Regions from separate parts of the Rattus norvegicus genome. Here region 2 is linked to region 1. Evidence: chromatin contacts called from public Hi-C data. All regions are on one chromosome and are shown on one strand. Each heading gives the region's core, a stretch centred on a gene start, on an enhancer-like site or on the middle of the called end of the contact. The rest is flanking DNA. Distances are from core to core; before and after follow the strand shown. Region 1 overlaps Ttll5 (tubulin tyrosine ligase like 5). Region 2 overlaps Ttll5 (tubulin tyrosine ligase like 5).

What was found. Hi-C and Micro-C count contacts between places; a contact is called where the count stands out from the background.
Region 2: a Hi-C map of the A7r5 cell line shows a contact between it and region 1, with 2.3 times the contacts expected there. The contact joins two enhancer-like sites. A contact is called at or near these places in 6 of 12 Hi-C or Micro-C datasets (the A7r5 cell line, the Rat2 cell line, Schwann cells and 2 more).

Annotation. Positions count from the first base shown.
Region 1 is chr6:111,341,742-111,344,647 of GRCr8, forward strand. The region is part of intron 29 of Ttll5 (tubulin tyrosine ligase like 5); the gene reads left to right. Among named protein-coding and RNA genes, the nearest start is that of Tgfb3, 110 kb to the right of the region's middle. Within about 2 kb of position 1,425, at least 17 of the 93 cell types and tissues checked have an H3K27ac peak or open chromatin away from gene starts, as enhancers often do. A contact at or near this core is called in the A7r5 cell line, where this site is marked.
Region 2 is chr6:111,399,178-111,401,911 of GRCr8, forward strand. It overlaps Ttll5 (tubulin tyrosine ligase like 5), which reads left to right. Exons shown (of 34, transcript NM_001427290.1): 33 at 1,803-1,925. The coding sequence ends at 1,924. It overlaps LOC134479235 (a long non-coding RNA gene), which reads right to left. Exons shown (of 2, transcript XR_010052292.1): 2 at 2,520-2,734. Among named protein-coding and RNA genes, the nearest start is that of Tgfb3, 56 kb to the right of the region's middle. Within about 2 kb of position 1,399, at least 11 of the 93 cell types and tissues checked have an H3K27ac peak or open chromatin away from gene starts, as enhancers often do. A contact at or near this core is called in the A7r5 cell line, where this site is marked.

The sequences.
Region 1 (2,906 bases), core at 175-2,674:
ATTACCTAACTGTTGAAGTTGCTGTTTGTGTCAGAATTAGTATTTAAGGAGCTAATTTGGGAAACAGAAACCATGTCCCGGAAGTGACATAAGCACATTACATCATGCCCAGGAATGGTGTCTCTTATTCCCATGGTCATTGTGGTTGGGATCAGAAGAACCAACTCAAAAGAGTTGCAGACAAACAAGGCTGCAGCACTTTAAGGCTGGGCGCTCTCCACAAAGTCCTCCCCATAGGAAAAGTCTGTTGTCTGATCTACAATCTACAGAGTAACCACATTCCTGAAATAGAAGTCATAGAAAGGAAGCTGTTTATACGTAACAGCTTTGTTCACCTTGCAAGTGTTTGCAGTATTCTGTTTTCACACCAGGGCAGAGCCAGCAGTCCTGTGGAACACATTTGTGCTGCAGCCTCTGCTAGTCTATGTGAATGACAACAGGCACTCTCTTACTGTAAACAAATGTCGGAGTACACATTTGAGGGGGAGTTTGTAGCACTTCACATATTTGGTGGGGGTGGTTTTAATAAAAGTTCTGGATAGCTGAAGACATTTCTCTTGGTAGCACCTGTTGAAAATAAGAGGAAAAAAATGATAGGATATGTCAAAGTCCGAGCCGAGACCTAATTTCCTTTGACCTTCTCCCAGCCAGACTCAGGCCTGCAGTGACTTGGTGTATTGTGTTTGCCTCAGTGCCTCTGCAGCCAGAGTGCAGCCCTGTGTAGTTCCCTGTGCTTTCCATCTTGGTTTACTGGTCTACAGCTCTATCTGCTTCTATTTAAGCATAAAGCCTGCTGCCAGACTCCAGTGCAGTCTAAGGAGCCTCGGGAAGTCTTCCGTGGCTCCCAAGTAACCTCTGGTTGCTAGGACAGCTAGGGCCTCAACCTGAAGGTTCCAGTTCCTGTGGAGCCCTGGGAGCAGCCACCCAGGAGCAGTGCTGAGTGAATTCTGAGGTCTTAGTTTGGGCTGTGCTGTGGTCCCAGCCAGAGGCATTCTGCTCAGTCCTGAATCCTGATTTTCATTTTCACATGGTAAGTCCCTGTGAAGAGGGTATTTTTGGATATTGACTTAGTCTTTTGTTCCTCCTTTGTAGTGAGAAGGAACTAAGCTTAAGGAAGATGGGAGTCGTAGCTTAAAGATGTGAGTTTTATACTGCTTTTGACACCAAGAGACCCTTAGCTAGTTGCTTCGTCTTTTTATAGGGTAGCATGCTTGCATGTAAGCTGGTCTGTTTTGAGAGCTTTTGTGTTGCCTTTGATCTCCTTGGAAGTGGAGGCTAAGTAAATAGAAGGTACTCTCACTGGTTTCTGTGATGGCAACAACAGATTCCAGGCTGATAGTCTGCTAGTTCAGTGAGCTAGGCTGCCCAGCGAAGCTAAAATGTAGAGACAGACTCCCAGTGCTGGCTGTGCTTTTGTCAGCTTGTCGGAGAACTTGGAGACTTGGTAGCCACAGGAATGAATAACCAGTGACTCACGAGGACTCACAGATAGTGTTACTCCTCATTTCCCCGTTGCTATTGTTCTCCGTTTCATGGATCGCACAAGTTTTCACCAGACAACCTTATTCTTCCCTCGATGTTGGAAACGGCTCCAAGTGTAGCCTCAGGGCTGTCGTCTCCCATTGGGCCAGTGTGAGCTCAGTCCAGCGCCTCAAATCCCCTGGTTCCTTTGGTCTGTCTGGAGTCCCTGCTTAGGCTTTGTTGTGGGAGAGGAAGGCAAAGAGCCACAACTTGCCCAGACAGTCTGAGACCTGGCCATGCAGCTTGCAGTTCCCTAGACACTCTGGAGCTGGACTTGGCCCGCCACTCTTCTGTTGTTACTTTTCAGAGGTAATAAGTGAGATTAATTGCAGGCCATTCTCCAGAAGAGAGACTTGTTAGGGCCAAATGCAGTCACGTGTGTATAAGCCTGAGGCATGCCTCAAGCAAGGCCAGTGTGGGATTACCCAGCAGGACTCCAGGATGCAGGTACCACAAGTTTATGACCTTTTCCTCAGGCCTTATCTCTGCTCTCTAGATGTTAGTACCTGGCTGTTTTGGATTTTCTCCAGCTAGTGAGCTAGGTTGGGTTTCCCATCATCTGTTTTCTGGGCACAGAGGGAATCATTTGAGGCTGTGAGCAGGTGTGCTAGTCTCTTTCCTCTCTACTGCCAACCTTCCATGGCTGGACCACTTGTCATCAGGGAGACGTTCTAGGTGAGGAGCACTCGATGGGCTGAGGGTGCTTTTCTCGTTGAGTCCTTCCGCAAGACCTGAAAGGGTTACTATAAAGTCTTGGCTGCTACTTGGAGTGATTTGGGAAGGACGGGGCCTCAGACAGCTTGGCAGGAACCTGAGGTCCTGTTTTTTCCAGACCAGCCCTTCCTTGTGGGTCGAGCTGTCAGGGAATCCCACGAATGTCTGGCCTCTGCCCCTTTGTGTGTTTTTTCCAGTATTTGTCATTGAATTATTTTTATCCATCTCTGGCTTTTTCATACACACGCACACACGCACATATCCTGGGGATTTGTCTGTTCCTCGATGTTAAAGTTAGGAGAGTTGACAGAATACAAGCTGAGTTTATTCCTCCTTGTGATAGGACAAGCTATTGTGGGCATGGGGTGCCCTAGCTCCCGAGTAAGCGCTTTTATCTCCACACTTGGCTTTCTACCTGAGAATGGGGATCCTGGCAATAACAGTAACAGGCTTTGTTACTCCTCCCCTCTGTCCTCCTCTTCAGCAACCAGTCAAAGAGCCTGGTATCCTGCTGCATGTAACATTTAGAATAAGTTTTTCAAAGATTCTTATTCCAGCTTAGCTAACATTTTTCTCTGTTTGTTTAAATTACTTGTCCTAGGTAATGCTGGGGGTGTCAGGCCTCTGACTTAACATCTTTTTGTTCTCAGTCCCTGGACAGCAGCACTTGG
Region 2 (2,734 bases), core at 149-2,648, 57 kb after region 1:
CCAAGGGGGTCAGGATTGCAGCAGCCTGGTGGCCCTTGATGACTTATTTAGAAGCTCTTGTCAAAGTTCTCCTGTATTTGGTATCGGCATAAACCACAGATCAAGCAGTTATCTTCTCCATTGGCCATTTCCCAGCTTCCACCTTAGGTAACGGCCTTGCTCACCCAGCACACTCAGGGCTTGTGTCACCCACTGCCTCCAGCTCTGCCTTTTCTTGGATTTGTTGCCTGTGACTTTTCTGGTATTCTTGATGCTAAAGAGATGAAGTGAAGGAACTAGTAAAAGCTGACAGTGTGAGTTCCCGGCACACGTGGCACTGACAGCTGCTAGTGAGTAACTGCCATGCAGCTTGTGATTTCTGCAGCCGTGAGATGTAAATGCTGTTCTAGTGTTTCAGAAGGATGCTCTGTGTGAAGGAGATGGGGCTACTTAAGCCCAGAAGGAAGGGGGTTGGGGAGGGAAGGAGGCCAACCAAGAGAGAACATAATAATGCCATATTACTCTCCTCAGCTGTCTTCCAAATACCGTTAGCCTCTGTCTCGTACAGTTAACAGATCCATAAATAGAGCTCATGACTGTTTCCTGGCTCTTAACCCTTCTCTTCTACCTGGCTAATGGCTAACCCTACTTTAAGCTCTGTGACTTTGCAGATAGCAAGATAGTGGCTAACCCCACTCCCTGAGTTGTAAAACAGCTGAGCCCTTTACTGCTGATGGTGGGCTAATTGCATTCTTCCAAACCTGCACGTTAGGTGAATAGCAGCCCCCTCAGTGCCCGGAAGAAATGCTGCCTGTTATCTTCCTTGACTTCCCTACCTCTGGCCTTATATCCAAGTTTGCAATGAAAGGAGGGGAAAGAGTCAGTAGGTTTGGAAATCTGAGAAGGAGGCTGGAGTGAGGGCCCTTGGCCAGAAGCCAAACTCATTGGCTGCCTTCTTTATAACCATGGTGCTCCTTCTTGGGCTCTGAAGTGCATATGGTGAACTACAACAGCCAAGAAGGCAAGCTGAGGTCAGCTACCATACTGCAGCCACACCCTCTGTCCTCACCTTTTGAAAAGCATGCTGTTCTGGAATACAGCTTCTTCATACCCCACATCCTTACTCTATTGGTCTTTAGTTATAGATGAGGTGTTGCTATCCTGAAAATCAATGACTGATACCATTTGCAGGAAGTAAGAAGCATGTCCTGTTGAGCCTGTGTCTGTAGCCCTGGTGAAATGTGCAGTAGCTCCCTGCTCTTTTCCTGGGGACAGCAGCATGACTGTGCCCGCCCACTCCCTTGTGTCTTGAGAGAAATGGACTTACTTTTATATAAAGTAAATCCAGCAGGGTTTACGCCCTCAGGGCCTAGAAGTCACTTTAGCTTCCATATGAGTTATTGGTCTGGAATGACCTGTTTTCGTTATCGGATTATTATTTTCATCGTACACTCTGTGGTTGCTGGCACTCCTTGCTGGGCCTGAGCATAAGAAGTTAGGATAAAATAAGCATTGTTCCTGGGCAGCAGCTCTAGTGTCCAGTGTTCTTTTCTTCTCCTTCCCACTTGCCCCTTGCCTTGGGTTTTACCTTCTACTCCCATTATTAAAACTCCCCGAACAGTCCTCTCTGCAGGGCCAGGAGGTAAGACCTGAGGTGCTCGTCCCCTCAGAAGCAGAAAAGAGACAGTGGTGTTGGTGTTAGGAGGAGGCCGGGTGACATCTGAGAACAATGATCCCCTTAACCCAGTGTGGGAGTTTACCTCTTGTCCTTTGGGCCAAGATCAAATACAATGTTAAGTAGGATTTTTTCTTCATTTTTTCAGGATCTTTGGAAGCTCCCCAGGTTATTTTCGCAAGATCCAAACCCTTACCCACACAGTCTGGAGCCCTTGCTACAGTTATAGGACAGAGAAAATCAAAGTCGGTGAAGTCAGGGACAATTTAAGGTAATAGTAAGAATAAGAGCGTGGTTTTGTCCTTATCACTTTCTGACTTTGTGTGGCAGCAAGGGACTTAGTAGCTGCGAAGAAAAGCAATGCAGTACAGGGTCTTGGACATAGCTCAGTGGTACAACACATGCTTGGCACACACAAAGTCCTGTGTCAGATCCCTAGCACCAACAAAGAAAAAAGGCAGTCAAGTAGGGACTTTATAAAACACAGGGAAGGATGACTACTTCAAACCTGGGTCAAAGCTGAGCTATGCCTAGTTAGCTTCTGTACTGTACTGGCCTCCCAGAAGGTGGCGCTGTGGCAGTAAGAACTCTCTGCTGTTGAGAGAGGCTTTTGTTTTAAACATATGGAGTCTCTTGGAGCAAATCAAAAACATTAAAGCCACAGCCAGAGTTCACAGGTAAGTGTGGCAGGGTGTATAGGAAAGGAGATGCTGGAAGACCCAGTTGTCTCAAAGGAGACTGACTATCAGGACAGACGTAGAGCTTTGAGATACTGAGGTGGAAAGGGAACAAAAATATTTTGGAAAGGCTTCAGTGACATTGATAATTTGGTGATGTTGAGAGCACAATTGTTAAAAGGTTTTACTTGTTATAAGTTTTTAATCAGCACACAGCTGTTAATTGACAACAAAACAAGGTTTAGTCCATCCTCCTCCCCCCACCCTCTGCCCCGGGGTAGACCATGCAGTTAGGGAATTGCTGGACTTGGCCTGGTGAAACTGTCCTCGCTTCACTAATGTTGCTCTGAGTGTTATGCTCCAGCTATACCCTTCAGAACTTACCAGAAATGTCTCTGAAACC